2 separate regions of the Mus musculus genome follow, and region 2 is linked to region 1. Evidence: chromatin contacts called from public promoter capture Hi-C data. All regions are on one chromosome and are shown on one strand. The core of a region is the stretch at or near the end of the contact, and the rest is flanking DNA. Distances in the headings are between cores, read along the strand shown.

Evidence for each region. Promoter capture Hi-C pulls out the DNA fragments that hold promoters and counts their contacts.
Region 2: a contact with region 1 is called in a promoter capture Hi-C map of pre-B cells. The contact joins the enhancer-like site here to the promoter of B3gnt5 in region 1. A contact is called at or near these places in 6 of 39 promoter capture datasets (3T3-L1-derived adipocytes, the C10 cell line, cranial neural crest and 3 more), 1 of 15 datasets of contacts at CTCF or cohesin (the NIH/3T3 cell line) and 4 of 115 datasets of contacts at active chromatin or transcription factors (the 230-238 cell line, embryonic forebrain, large pre-B cells and 1 more).

The regions. Positions count from the first base shown.
Region 1 is chr16:19,755,214-19,762,953 of GRCm38.p6, reverse strand. It overlaps B3gnt5 (UDP-GlcNAc:betaGal beta-1,3-N-acetylglucosaminyltransferase 5), which reads right to left and starts at 2,720. Exons shown (of 4, transcript NM_054052.3): 1 at 2,477-2,720; 2 at 2,127-2,313.
Region 2 is chr16:20,074,177-20,081,916 of GRCm38.p6, reverse strand. No RefSeq gene overlaps it. Among named protein-coding and RNA genes, the nearest start is that of Klhl24, 20 kb to the left of the region's middle. Within about 2 kb of position 5,041, at least 25 of the 459 cell types and tissues checked have an H3K27ac peak or open chromatin away from gene starts, as enhancers often do. A contact at or near this core is called in the 230-238 cell line and pre-B cells, where this site is marked.

The DNA.
Region 1 (7,740 bases), core at 1,471-3,970:
GCACTGTATACTGTAAGTAATTGTCGATCCCGTTATCTTACATCTCTGCTGCCAGAGTTCAATGGTGGAACTCTGAATAATTTGCTTGGATCCGCTCAATTGAGCACATACAAAATCCCTAGCACAAGTGCATCTACTTTGTGACTTTGGGAAAAAAAAACTAACTTCTGTATCTTCCCAGTATCTTCCAATATATGTTCTGAAACTTAAATTTGAATACACTTGGGCTGCAGACGGAACTCAACGTTTACAATTTGTAAGTCAGCAAGTGTAATGATTCTATCCAAAGTGACCCATTTAAAAAGATGACCCATTTAGAAATCCATGACTTATTATCCAAGCTGTTACAGACCTGAGAATTAGAAATCTACAGACTTTCACCATAAATCTCTGTTTGGACACATCCGTTTTTATAAAGGGAGTTTTGATTCAGATTTTGAATGAAATATGTAAGTGCATTTTTACTCAATAGGGCCTAGATTTCATTTTGAAAACCCTTTCCCATCTTCTGAATTTTCTTTGTAAGAAAAGCAATTATAAGGATCTATAGGGTTACTTTTCTCCCAGGAAGGGCTGCAGTCTCAGAGTGTACTCATCATAACACTCATGGAGATCATCTTAAATGTCTAAGGAACCCTTCCTCAGAAGATCTACAGGTGTGCACAGTCAGTCTCATCTTTGCTGAGTGCTTGGTATGTAAGTGGGGGTGGAGTGGGAGGAAAGGGCAAGGATGGGGAGAGGCAAAGAGAGCGCAACAGAAGAAAAGTGGTTTAGGAATATGATGGAAACCCTTTAGTTACTGAATTTATCTTTCATCCAAACAACAACAAAAACGACGACAACAACCACCACAACAAAACAAAAACAAAACCACTATGCCCTACATTTCTTTTGACAAACTTTTCCTTCGTGCTAGAGATTGAACCCAAAGTCAGACTTGCAAGCCTGTATCCCCTGCTGCCTTTTGATGAAGTCCACACTTACCAACTGTTTACAAATCACCCTTTCAGTGTTAAGGGTGGGGTCATTTTCTGCACCACTACCTTCAATCATACTTTTCTGGGCCAGTTTCACTTTCTCATATACCACTTCCTGGCATCTCTGCCCCTGGGGACCAGACTGTTTCCCAAAATAAAGGCACAGAGGAGCAAATCTAATTTTAATGAATGTACTTTCACCAGAAAGTTAGCCTAAAAATTAGCTCTACCACCACTGACTACCTTGTGATGGCATCTGTGTCCCTGTAACATGACCCATAACCTAAGAAAACCATTACTGCTGTAAAGAATGTGAATCAAAAGCTGTTACTTTTATCTACGGGTATCTGAACAATCACTTTACTAGTATATTAAAGAAAATGGGAGTAAACAGGAGATTCTCATTAGAAAGATCTTTTCCCAATTTCTCCTACCCGCCTGCTTTCCCGTTTTCTTTTCTTTTTTCTTTTCCAGCTAGCAGCTATTCCAAAGAGCCGGTCAGCTCCCTCACGTGCAAGCTACCCTAGGCGGTCAGCCCGAATTCAATCCAGCATTGATAAATCTCAGGACCCAGACTGAAGATGCGCCAAGGCTGGACCTGGCTTCGCGACACCACAGCCACCTCTCCCCATTGGCATTCCGGGTAAATCCGGTGCTCTGGACCCCGCGGGTCGGATCGTACCTGCGGCACAAAAGCGGCAGCTAGGCCTAGGGTGGTCGCCGCCCAGCGCTCGCGCCCACCAGGCCGCAGTGAACAAAGGCGCTCGCCGAGGGAACTCTCCCTTCTTCGCTGCACCTCCGGACCGGGAAGCCCCGGCTCGCAACGAAGAGCCGTCTGTCTTCCTGACCATTCCACCCTGATGCCCCCGGGCCGCCCGTGTGGACTACCCTCTGCACCCCTTCCCGCCTCCCGGTCGGGTCCGGGCTAGAGGAGGGGAAGCTAGAGGTGGGGCGGGTCCCGGGACTCTCAGCTAGCAGCCTCGGGGAGAACCTCAGAGCCGGCACAAAGCTAGCCCAGCCAGAGACTTAGACTCTGCAGGGGCTTCGAGAGTGCCCGGTCTAAAGCAGACTGCGAAGCCACGCTCCCCGACAGAGGGACCTTGGCTCACAGTAGGATGCAGCGGGCACTTTGGGTGGGCAGTGACTGACCTTTCATCCAGGAGCGGCGTTGGTTAAGACTGGAGACCCATTCATCCAAACCACGTTTCAGTTAGTCATTTCCGAGCTGAAGGTTTTGAGTGGACAGCGGTTCTCCCATCGTCTCGTAGTTTCCTAGCAAACCCTAAGAGCCCGCCGGTCTTCTGTCAGGACACTTAGGACTTGAGCTCCTGGGAGCCTAAGTAACAAAGAAAGGAAACGCACATTTATTTGAAGCGAAGACTGCACGCCTTATGACTGCACAGCAACAGTTCGTTTTAAAAGCAGACCCTTCCCCTGTGTTCAGCCTCCCCATTGATTTACATTCCAACCCAGGGAATTTCAAGCATTGTAAAACTCACCGAGGAACCCAAGTCCTTAAATGTCCCAGAGGTCCGCTGTCCTCCTAGAAGCCCTGGGGGAAAAGTCTCAAGAACAAAAGTTGCAAACTAAATTTCGGTTGTAAGCGAGGAAGCTAGGGCAGGGCTCCAAGAGAGACCCCGCTGGAGCCGGCTAGAGCCGGCTGAGAGGGGCGGGCCTGATTAAGGGTCTTGGCTCACTCAGGCTGGGGCGCAGCCGCAGGAGCCTCCAGCTGCTTATTTGGTCACTCCACTCCAGGCTTCCTCGGGAATGCTCAGCCCCGCCCCTCCCCTACCCCGGTCTGTGAAGGTGACGTGCCCCGCCCTAAAGTGCTATCTGTGAGGACTCCAGGAAGCGATTGCCTCACTTGTTTGCTAATAACTAAACTATAGATTCAGAAGACCAAATGTGCACCTGAGCCCAAAGGAAAGTTCTTGTTCGGCCTGTAACCAGACATTATCAGGATAGTGTAGACATCAGCTGAAGGAGCAAGTAAATAAATCTTTTTTTTTTTTTTTTTTTGTAGCTAATTGCTTGCTTAAAAAAATGCTGTTCTAGACTTTTCCTTATAGAAGCATTCAATAGAGCTCCTATTTTGAGCAGTTTTGTAGTTATACATACTGAAAACAGGACAAGAAAAAAAATCCAAAAATGTCAAGTCCAAATATGGGTTTGTAATTGTAAAAGTCAGTAAGTTCAAAGTAGTTGCTGAATCAGTTTAAAACACACTTGTTATTTCAAACTCTAGTTTTAGGAGATTTTGCAACTGCATTTTAAAAGCCCTTCAGCGTATTTCCAATCCTGAAATTCTTTTCATGTGTTACTCACACAAGGCATGGTTCGCTGTTAACTCACCTGTCCAGAAGACCACAAGCAGAAATACTAATGTAATGGGACTCCTAATGGAGTCTGACAGTGATCTATAAAGAGGAGCATTCATTGTTCCTACAGGGTTAATCACCCCCCAATTATCTTCTTAAATCCTGACTAATCCTTTATATGGTCCTCCCTAAAACACATGTGTATTTTGTATTCACATACATATATTCAAGTGGGACTTTGTTCCTTTTCGGTCATTTGGAACTAGTTACATGTGTCAGTTTATATAGGTAGGCACATGGGAAATATGAACTGATGAGAAAATATACACACACACACACACACACACACACACACACCCCTTTCCAACCTCTATACAAATAGACATGTGGACTAATGATTTTAAAAGTAAACCCATATGGTATCATATGCCTGTAATCTCAGCACTCAGAATGATTTTCATGAGTTCAAAGGCAGCCTTGATCACATAGTGAGTATCAGGTTAGCCTAGGGATACATATAATACTGCTGCTGCTGCTGCTGCTGCTACTACTACTACTACTACTACTACTACTACTACTACTACTACTAAAAATCCAGAGTAGAAAAATTAGTGAGCTGTAGAGTTGGGGTGGGAGGGGTAATGGTTAAAGAACCTGAGGCTAAGAGATGAGGAAGGGCAAAGAGGCCCAGAATGACCTCTCTGGGCCCAGACAGATATATGTATGTATGACAGGCCCATGATGTATGATGTTACACACACACACACACACACACACACACACACACACACGCACACACAGACACAGACACAGACACACACACCAGGGGACAGGCAAAGGAGGTCCTCCCATTCATCTAGAAGGATTCCCTAGACCATCCAGATCCTCATCCACAGTACCATAGAGAAATGTATGATTTCATTGCCAGTGATTGCATGAAGCTTGTGAGATGGTCTGGGAGTAAAATTAGATCATAACAACAGGAGGAAAGAGGTCAGTGTATTCTATCCACAGCAGTTGCTTGTGAGCGTAGCACCCTAGAATACCATGCAAATATCTTTGAATCATACTGTTAGGAATGCGCTTTGCAGAGCACAAGAGAACTGTAGAATATATCTGAAAAATAAAAGTCACATCAACTTATTAAATTTAAAAGTAAGAGGGGCTGACATTTTCATGTTAGAAAGTACAGATAAGATGGGGGATGGGGAATGGCGCACGCAGGGGGAGGAGATACAAATATGAATGAATTAGAGAGTAGAAAGAATGCTAAAACCTGAGTGCAAGAGAACTTTCCACACTGCTGAGCAGAGAAGAGGCCAGTGATGCTGAAATTCTGCCACCATGGTGCCAGACTTGACTTGTTCAGCTAAATTTGCTTTCTGGATTGTCAGCTATGGCCCTATACAGACACTATTATAAATCCAGACATATTCCAGGCTCGGTGTTCTGAAAATGACCAGCATTCATGCAAGACTTACTTGGTGAAATCCTGAACTAGCTTCTTCATAAAGTTTCAGGCAAGCTACTCAACTCTCTTTGGCCCTGCATCTGAGTGAGTAAGGACTCAATTCAGGTTCAGTGATGAGCAGAACATAGTGACCAGAGCCATCAGGATGGGACAGGTGAGTGGTTGCCATCCCTATCCTCATCACAGGCTGTAGAAAGTTCTTGCTCCTTTACAGAAAGGCAGAAGTTGGCTTTAGACTCTTATCCTGCTTCATCATTATCAGAGGATCAGCTGCGTTTCACATATTTGTGGATTCATGTATGTAAAACAGCATTACCCCCTTAACACAATGCCCACCCCTTGCTGCCTCCTCTTCTACTTCCCACCAGCCCCTCTCTCATGTACCTTTCTGGCATAGTTGTTTCTCCTATGTTTGCTTCTTGGTGACATCTTCCATTGCCATTCATCCCCCATCTGTATTTCTATCCTTGATTCCAGTCTTCAGGATAGCATGTGTAAACAAGAATGTCAGCAAAGATGTTTGAGAAGGAGAAAGTGGTTGGGACTTTGATGCCGCAGAGATGAGAATCTACTTTTCCTATCGCTCTTACTGTTTGCTTACAATAATCTGTGACATTTTGCCACTATATAATAATCTGTTTCCTTGGTTGAGACTCTTCACATCCTGACCATGAAGATGGAGACTGATTCCCTCAAGCACTCCCATGGTGCCTTGCAGAGTAAGTAAATGTATACCATATTAATTGCTGGGTTATTTGAACTTTTGCCAAGTGCCTCAATATAAACCAAATGTTACATTTTCAATAACAGAAGCCTCTGGACTAGTATAAGGGCCCCAAAGTTAAACTCTTCCCTGAATATCTCCTCATCAACCCCCGTGGTTTGGCAATATTGATATCCCTCCTCGATGATAGGACAATAGAAGACAATGAAATCATGTTAAGTTTACACAGAACAGGAACATGAAAACTGCCACCACAGAGGCCTTTGCCTTAGACCATCCATCCCATGACCTACTCGTTTATACTGCTCTTGGTCTGGGAGGAGCATCTTGCAATTGGTTCTCTCTACTAATACAACCCACATTTTCTTGTATGGAAAGCCTCAGTAGGGCCCCGTGGGGACAGGAAGACCCTTCTTTCTGGGGCTCTTCTTGTTCCAATAGAGGTGTTCTGTTGATTGAGTGGACTTTAGCCAGGAATGGAGAGAAGTTGACACAGTCTCCCTTCAAGAATGAAAACACTCAGACAGCCTCTGTGACAATGACATAGTACCTGTTTTTATGCTGCCTCTCTCAGCTTTCGTCTACCTTTTCCAGTGGTAGATCAGACATTTAATACTTCTAGGGGCATAGAGGGTACTGAATAGTCTTCCAGGGAGCCTCTCTAACTCCTCTAATTCATGTCTGTCCCACGTAGGAGAGCACATTCTACTTGAATGGACAAACAACAACCAGGACCGTTGTGAGTACTGTTTGGTGACACCCAGCTTTGCCAAGCTATGTCACCTGGACAAAATGACTTGGGTTTGTGATGAGATAAAAGAAAGGAAGAAGATGGTTACTGACTACACTGTGGTCTAAAGATTTGTGCTGGCAACCCATCAGCATGTGTGTTGGAAGCCTCACATGTAAATTTAGGAAGTCAAAATGGAGCAGACCTGGATAGGAAAGGGGCTGCTAGATTGGATCTGTCTATACTTATGAAGACTTCAAACTTCTGGACAAAAGGTATGTTATGTTGGGAGACAAGCTTTGTGTTTGTATCATCAGGAAAGAGGAAAAGTCTCTGGATTCCATCCAAAATAATAAGGATCAGATTTGATTGAGGAAGATCTTGGCTACAGGAAGAAAGGAGAAAATTAAAAGGACCAAACAAATGGGTAATATATGATGTCAACCCTCTATTAAAACAGTCCGAAACTGATTGAGACATCAAAATGTCTCCAGCCAAAATGTCAACCCCGCATGGCAAATAATCTTGTTGGCTGTAGAAGTCTCATGACTTATTATTACATGCCCTATGACATAAATGGAGATTTATGTTGTAGTTTGGTTATATGAAAACTAGCTCATAAAGAAAAAAAAGCAGTTGTTTTTCACCTGCTTAAAAACCTCTAACTGATTTGTGCACATTGAAGATTCATGCATCATGTTAATACAAAATTAAATATTACCGCTAAAAGCTTTATGTTCACAGAAAAAATAACAAAGAATGAAGTCCTGGCAAGAGATGCTGCAGCTGACTGTTCCAGACCCCTGTCTCCTCCTACCACAGACACCACCTACTGCCTCAGTAGCTGTGTTCTCAAAAATATTGCCCCTAGAACAACATCAAAACAGCTAACTCATTTAGTCCAGCACCACAGCCTGTTGCAGTCAGAATTTCAGTTGAGCCCTGAAACTTTCTCAGCATACAGAGACTGAATAACAGATGCCACAGTTATCTTTTTAAAAGACTAACAATCTTTGTAATTTCCTTGGAAACCCCGCCCCCACAAAGAAATTCTACATCCCAAATCAGCAGGAATTAATGAGAAGAATACACTCCATTCCCAAGAGGTGGAATGGTTGAGGGCTTTTTTTTTTTTTTGTCATTCATTGGATGTTGGATGTTTGTCATCTCTTAATAGTGGCTGGTTTCAAATAGTTATGGTCTTAGACAGGGATAAAGCAAACTTTAGGAACTTAGACTCAGGGATTTCTTTTTCCCCTCTTTTTCCAGATCCATCCATCCTTCCTTCCTTCCTTCCTTCCTTCCTTCCTTCCTTCCTTCCTTCCTTCCTTCCTTCCTTCCTTCCTTCCTGCCTCTCTCTCTCCTCTCTCTCTCTCTCTCTCTCTCTCTCTCTCTCTCTCTCTCTCTCTCTCTCTCTTTCTTTCTTATATAAGGGAAGAGAGTTGAGAAGAAAGAGAGGGGAATATAGAAATATTATAAGAATCATTAAAAGTGGGTAGATTATTGAATCTGTGCTTGAT
Region 2 (7,740 bases), core at 3,792-6,291, 320 kb before region 1:
GGAAAAACGCCATGCTATTTAAGCTGATGTCAAGGTCAGATGCATGGCAGACCAACAGCCATAAGTCAAGGAGGAGACTTTAGAAAAAGTAAGAAAGTCACAAAATATTGTAGAAACCCAGTGTTAGGGAAAAGACAAAGAAAAAAGAAGAAAGAAGTTGTATATTTCTGAAGCAGTGAGCATAGAGGAAGGCTGCCTACTGGCTTAGTTTGCCTTTGTAATATAATCTAGGACTACCTGACCAGTGATGGCACTACCCAGAGTGATCTGTTCCCCTGCCCCCACCAATTATTAATCAAGAAAATGTCCCATAGACATGTTTACAGGTCAATTTAATGGAAGACATTCTTCAATTGTAATTCCCTCTTCCAAGGTAACTGTGACTAGTATCAACATGACAAAAAACCTAATCTGCACAACCTGCCAAACACATTACAAACACATCAAAATCAAACCATAATCTTTACTGTCTTGATTGTCCCCAAGATCTCAAGTTAATATTAATATTATAACAGGAAACATAGCTCAACTTTTAAAAGATCCACAATTTTAAAAAATATCAACAATTAGGGCTGGGCAATGGTGGCACATGCTTTTAATCCAAACATTTGGGAGGCAGAGGCAGGCAGATCTCCAAGTTCAAGGCCAGCCTGGTCTACATAGTAAGTTCCAGTATAATGAGGTCTACACAGAGAAACCCTTTCTGGAAAAACCAACCAACCAGACAATAAACACCAAACAATCAAAACCAACACTTAAAAGTCCAAGATCTCTTTAAAACTCTGAAGTCTCTTAACTGGTTAAATAAAAATAAATAAAATAAAATAAAAAGTAAGCTGTGGTAGTTTGAAAATTCTTGGCTCAGGGAGTAGCACTATTAGGTGGTGTGGCCTTGTTGGAGAAAGTATGTCACTGTAGGGTTGGGCTTTGAGATCCTAGCTGCCTGAAAACAGTCTTTTCCTATTTGCCTTTGGGACACTGGCAACCTGCCTGGACACTGCCATGTGTCCCGCCATGATGATAATGGATTGAATCTCAGAACCTGTAAGCCAGCCCCAATTAAATGTTGTCCTTTATAAGAGTTGCCTTAGACATGGTGTTTCTTCACAGCAATGGAAACCCTAAGACATAGGCTAAATACTTTCTTATTCTAAGAGTGTCTTAGTCACTGTTCTATTGCTGTGAAGAGACACCATGACCAAGGCAACTCTTATAAAGGAAAACATTTGGGCTTCCTTACAGGTTCGGAGGTTTAGTCCTTTATTATCATGGCAGGCACACATGATCCTGGAGATATAGCTGAGACTTCTACATCTAGATTGACCAGAAGCTGGAAGAGAGAAAGACACTAAACCTGGCATGAGTATTTTAAACCACAAAGCCCACCCCTAGCAACATGCTTCCTCCAACAAGGCCGCACCCACTTCAATGGGCCATACATCCTAGTCCCTCTCAAGTGGTACCACACCTTAAATACCAAGCATTCAAATATACGAACCTGTGGAGGCATTCCTATCCAAACCACCGCACAGTGGGAAGAAAGAAGGCAAAGTTACAACTAAATCAAAGCAAAACCCAAAGCTAACAGTATCAAAAGCTTAGTGACAACTCTTTGAACATGGAAAAATAGAGCTGGTGCCTACCTACAGCCTTCATTTTTCCTAACTAACGTTCTTGATACTGGAAGGTATTGTGCATGTTCCTTGAAGCAAAAGGTAAATATCAACCTAGCTATAAAACCTTTGATATACAATCGTGACCTGCCTACAAAATAAACTGGTACAATAGTGACACAAAGTGAGAGAAATCAATTTCTACCCTTTAAGGCCCTCTTCATGAGATGGATCCTCAACACTGCTTAGGTGCCAAGAACCTAAGGTGTGAATAGATAACCCAGGGACCTAGGGGAAATCTAAATACTACTATTCTACTATAGGAATGTGGTAATTATATCACTTCTAATGTCATTCTGCTATATTCATAGATTCCTCCTGCAGTAGATGGGCACACATACAAAAGCCTACAACTGGACAATGTGCAGAGAGTGAGAGACCTTGTTGTCTCCATCAGGTTTCTCCCCTGAGATTTCTGAGTACACTGTGGGAGAAGAGGTTGAAAGATTCTAAGAGTCACTGGGGATAGAAGACACCAAGGAAACCACAAAGCAGAACCATCTAAGCACAGCAGGACCATCACAAATATGAACTCACAGAGACTGGCAGAAGCATGTCTAACCCACATGGGGTCCAGCACTGAGAGAGGAACTGGACAAAAGCCCCAGTCCCTAACCCAGAGGCTATCTTCAATTAGTAACTGCACACAAAGGAAAAATTAGTCTTCTCCAATGGAGTCTCACTGGATATACAAACCACTCTTAATAACAGACCCCTTGCTGAACAGTAGATTACCAACACAAATGAACTCAGTGGCATTTTTGGAATTTTCTTGTCTCAAAATGTTTCTTGTCTCAAAATGTATGTGTGTATGTATGTATATGTGTATATATACATATATACATGTATATATACACATATATATACACACATACACACACAAACATATACACACACACATATATATATGTACACATTTACATTTACATATATACAGATATATGACCTGTAAGGAGAAACAATGCCCAGACTAAACATTTTGAGACAAGAAAATTCCAAAATGCCACGGATTTATGTTGCTGGGAGTTGTTGGCAGTACCTGTTGTAAGGGTCCGAAAATTGCTGAAGACCCCAGACTCAGATAGTTTGCAAAGACAAAGAGTACTTATTCTGCAGAAACAACCAGCATGCAGGGGTCAACCATCCTCCAAAATGGCGACTTCCAGACAAAGGCACGCAGGCCTTCTTATAGGGAATCAGGGGAACTCTCTAGAAGGATTAGGTAATCTCTGTGCAATTGGTAGGGGCCAAAGCGGTGACATTAGTATAACTTTGATTGGCTACTATATCAGTTTTTTAGAATGGGCTAAATAATCTAAAATTTCACTGGTGGGTGCTGGGGAGGTCACAGGGGTCAGCTTCTGATTGGCTCGTAGTCAATGGCCTGCATTCCTATGTCATGAACTTTTAACTACAGGATGAGATAGGACAGTCCAGCATAGATGACCCATCCTGGGATAAGATATTTTCCCATTTCTGTGGTTATCCTCAGCCTGTTCTTTAGGAGGGGGTTTTATGACCTTATTTCTGGATTTTATAGTGTGTTCCTGGAGCTGGTGCCTTATGGCCTTCTAGAAATCAGACCTGGTCCTTAAATGGAGACGAATGAGGTTTATGTTATCCTTTCATTGTCAGCCCACTTTGTTATGTTAGTAGGTGCCTCAGCCATTTGTCATGATATAATAATATATGTATATGTATATATATATATATATATATATGTATGTATAAAATTTCTACCTTTTCCTTGGTGATAAGGGGCCACATAATCTCTTCTGTTGTTAGCACTGTTAGTGCCCAGAAAGGCTGTAATGTCATTCAAAGCCTGAAATGTCATTCACAGGCTGGGGGAGGTCGGGGTGGGGTCAGGGATCCACTTTGAAGCTGTCTGTGAGCCAGGAGGTCCCTAACAGTATGTAGGCTAGAAAAGGGCATTGTATATATTGGCATCAAATATAGTTATAAGTCTCCAAATAAGGGATGTGAACTGATTCCAGATTCTCTTGAGCCATTTCTCCAGTAGCTATATCTTAACTTTTTGAATATCAACAGTAACACAGTAATCCAACTGATTGGACTCAGTTAATATTTCTCCCTCTTTGTTACTTGGAAGAAGTTTAGTTTTAGTTCTGAGAGATTAGATTAAAAAAAAAAAAGATGTACCACAAAATGAATTCTTTTGGGGAGATTTAAAGTAAGTTTTTGCCAATTTAAAATCTGGAATTGAAAGCAGTCCAAATTGGGGAGATGAGGTGGGCTGGAGATATGGCTTAGCAGTTAAGAGTAATGACTGCTCTTCCAGAGGTCCTGAGTTCAATTCTCAGGAACCACATGGTGGCTCACAACCACCTGAAATAAGATCTGATGCCCTCTTCTGATGTGTCTGAAGACAGCTACAGTGTACTCATATACATAAAGTAAATTAATGGTTCATTTTTAAAAAAAGGAAACAGCCCAAATGATACTTGTTTGGTTTCAGACCCCTAGGACAAGGCATGGAGGTGCATATTTTACATATCAAAGCAGTCCTGGCTTCCAGGTTCTCTCAGCATCCCTCAGTCCCTACCTGGCATACCTTGTCCCCAACCCTGAACTTTCCAGCCCAGAGGCTGGGTCAGCTGCCCTAATCCCAGTGGTTCTTCCCTATATAATCCAGACATTTTTGGTTCTCCTCTCTCTCCTCTTCCTCTTTTTCCCCCTTCTCCTCTACACACACACACACACACACACACACACACACACACACACACACACACACACACACACAGAGGCCCTTTCTCTTTTTCTCTCCACCTTTCTTCCCATGGTGACTTCCCTCCTTGGTCCTTGGGGCCATGAACTCACTTGAGAGCAGCTTCCCACTAAATCTGTATTTAATCTAATATAATCTGGCTTGTATCAACTCATTTCACCTTCGGAGAAGTAACCTATCAAAACCTAATAAAGAAAGAATTTTTTATGAAACTAATAAAAAATTTGAATCTTCTTAAACAAGGACAGTCTATTCAGATAAGGCCGGGCCCTGAGTAAGTAAGGTGTTTTAAACAAAAGCATGACTAGTGAGAGGAGTAATAGAATCTTCCCTACTAAATGTTAGAGAGGTTTTGAGTCTACCTGCTTAAGCTCTCAGGTGTTGATGTAGTTAAACCCAAGTGTCATCCAATGAGTATGTGAGTGTTAGGTTTTGGCTAGAGTGGGATGGTTAAGAAGACACTGAGATGGAACACGAGGGACTGAGGGACATATTGTAAGAGTTGTTAATGTCATGTAGACAGACAGAGGGGTGAAAGTATGGTAGGACAGGGAGGGTCACAGGGGAGTTTGGGTCCCAGCACCAGCCACAAACACCTGGGACTCAGGGAGCACTTGGCAGAAGTGAAAGTCTCTTCTCATAGCCTCTAGAGATAGAGTAGTTTCACAGCACAGAGTCTGCAGCTGGGTCTCATGCCCAGGCAGGAAGCTGGAACAGATGTGTTTGGTACTAATAGTCATTGGCTCACTTGATAGGTAAGAAATCCTGCATTTCAGCCAGGGACTCACAGACAATTCTGACATTACATTTGTACATATGTGCTCTGAGAGGGAGCTGGCCCAAATTTGTGGTGAGATATATAAATCTAAGAGTTTATTTCATGAAATTTTGTGGTACAGGGTTGGTTAGAAGTATCGGAGAGGGTCCATTCACTACAGGTTAAAGGGACTCTGATGTGGTATATATCAGGGCCACATTTTCTTGACTCCTAACCCATGGTGGCTTCTTTTTTCCTCCTGCACTTTCTTCTTTCTCTTGGTCCCTCCCTGAACTTCATATCCTGGAAACCTAAACCCCACCTATGTTTCTTCTGCCCAGCTATTGGCTGTTGGCATCTTTATTTATCAATCAGAAATAACTTGGGAGAAGGGTTACAGGTCTATGTGCAGACTCCAAGCCCACACTTAGCAATACAATAGACCAACCCTCCAAAAGACACTTGTATAAGGAGACTACTGATGTTCCTAGGAGAAGGGATAGGGGTGTCTTTGGCTAAGGCAACAGAAAGCTTTACTCAATGTTGGCAATTTCTCAGAGCCATTTGTTCATTTAACCATCAGTCTATAGACTTAAGTTCACAGACAAAATTAAAAGTTTGTACAATAGATTGAATTTTACAAATAGATATCTGTCCACTAAAATAAGTTTTAAGATGTGTTTATCAGGTACCTTAACTTCTAACTGTATCCTCATTTTTTTCTTTTCCAGTTTGGAAAAATCTTTCACTTTAGGACAAAACTAATTTACAATCTAAAATACTTTCTTATCCAAGAGCATTTCTATTTAAAAAAACAAAAACAAACAAACAAACAAAAAAAACCCCCACCAAAATCTTGGGGCTAGAGAGTTGGCTCAGCAGTTAAGAGCATTGGCTGTCCTTGCAGAGGACCCAGGTTTGATTCCCAGGACCCCCATGGCAGCTCACAACTGTAACTCCAGTTCCAAGGGATCTGAAGTCATTTTCTGGCCTCTGCAGGCACCAGGCATGCTCATGGTGCATAGACATAACATGCAGGACAAATCCTCAGACATATGTAAGAATTATCAAACATGAGTCTTTTCTACCCAATACTATAAAACTTGTGTTTAGGACAAGGAATTAAGGTCTTTTTTGTCTTTCCACCATTTAAGACTTAAAATAGCATTAATCCTCCCAGGAAAACCCTTGTTTAATCAAAGGCCCCCTGCTCTAGGAATTTGGTGGCTTGGGACTCCTTTCCCCTCCTTCCTTCATTCCCTATGTACCAGCTTTCTTTAGACTAGCCAATGGAGTAAGACTGTGAGGTTGGACCCCAGGCAATGGGGAAAAGAAAGTTACTACCTGTATTAGAATAACAACCAAATGCACTTCCTGTCTTGCTATGTGTTTGCCCTTCCTGATAACATCCTCTTGATCAAGAGTAAAGTTTGCTTTGTCTAGACACTTCAGTTGGAATGGTGGTCTCTTTCTTTTCATTATATTTAAAAAAATTCTTAGCAAAAATATATTTTGTAATTTTCACTACTCCCTCTTTCCTTCCTTCCTTCCTTCCTTCCTTCCTTCCTTCCTTCCTTCCTTCCTTCCTTCCTTCCTCCCTCCCTCCCTCCCTTCCTCTCCCTCTCTCTCTTTCTTTTTTTCTTTCTTTCTTCCTTCCTTCCTTTCTTTCTTTCTTTCTTTCTTTCTTTCTTTCTTTCTTTCTTTCTTTCTTTCTTTCTTTCTTTCTGACACAAGGTCTCTCTATGTAATCCTGACTGTTCTGTCCTGGAACTTGCTATGCAAAATCTCCTTGCCTTTGGCTCTAAAGTGCTGAGATGAAAGATGTGTGCTATCATAACTAGAAACAATTTTTTCTTAATAAAATAACTATATATTCCAATTTGAACTCAGGAAGCTGGTATATGGAACATAGGCAAGATAGGATCTAATTTGGGCCTTGCAGGCATCTGAGAGGGGAAGAAAGTCTGACATGTCTAGCTCTACTCTTTTTGTCTTCTTTACTTTATGATACCTGCTCACCTTTGTAGTGGGCATGGTAGTAATTTTAGTAAGTCATGGATAGTAAATTGCATAGGGTCATGAGAAATTGAGTTATGTTGTACTGGGCAGTAGTTGCTAGTCATAAAGAATTATAGGCTTATCTTTGCCTGACTGGTCATTCAGCTCTACCTGCAGAAACAATATGCCTAAGAATAGAAAACAATCCATACTGCTCCCAGTCAAATCACAAACAAACAAACAAACAAACAAATAAAAATAGCTGTATCTTTTGGTAGCTGCCTGTATATGTGTACATGTATATATATTCATGTCCCAGCTTTTCCAGATGTGCTCAGCCTTTACCCTGCAAAAAGAGGCCCTTCACTGTTCCAATAAAGCAATCTCAGCTATCAAGATCCAGTCTGTCCTTCTCTGCCCCAGCTTTCTCTTCTCTTCCTCTTCCTCCTTCTGTTCTTCCTCCTCCTGCTCCTCCTCCTTCTTCTTCCTTTTTTTGATAGTTTTCTCTGTGTAGTCCTGGATGTCCTGGAACTCATTCTGTAAACCAAGCTGACCTGGAA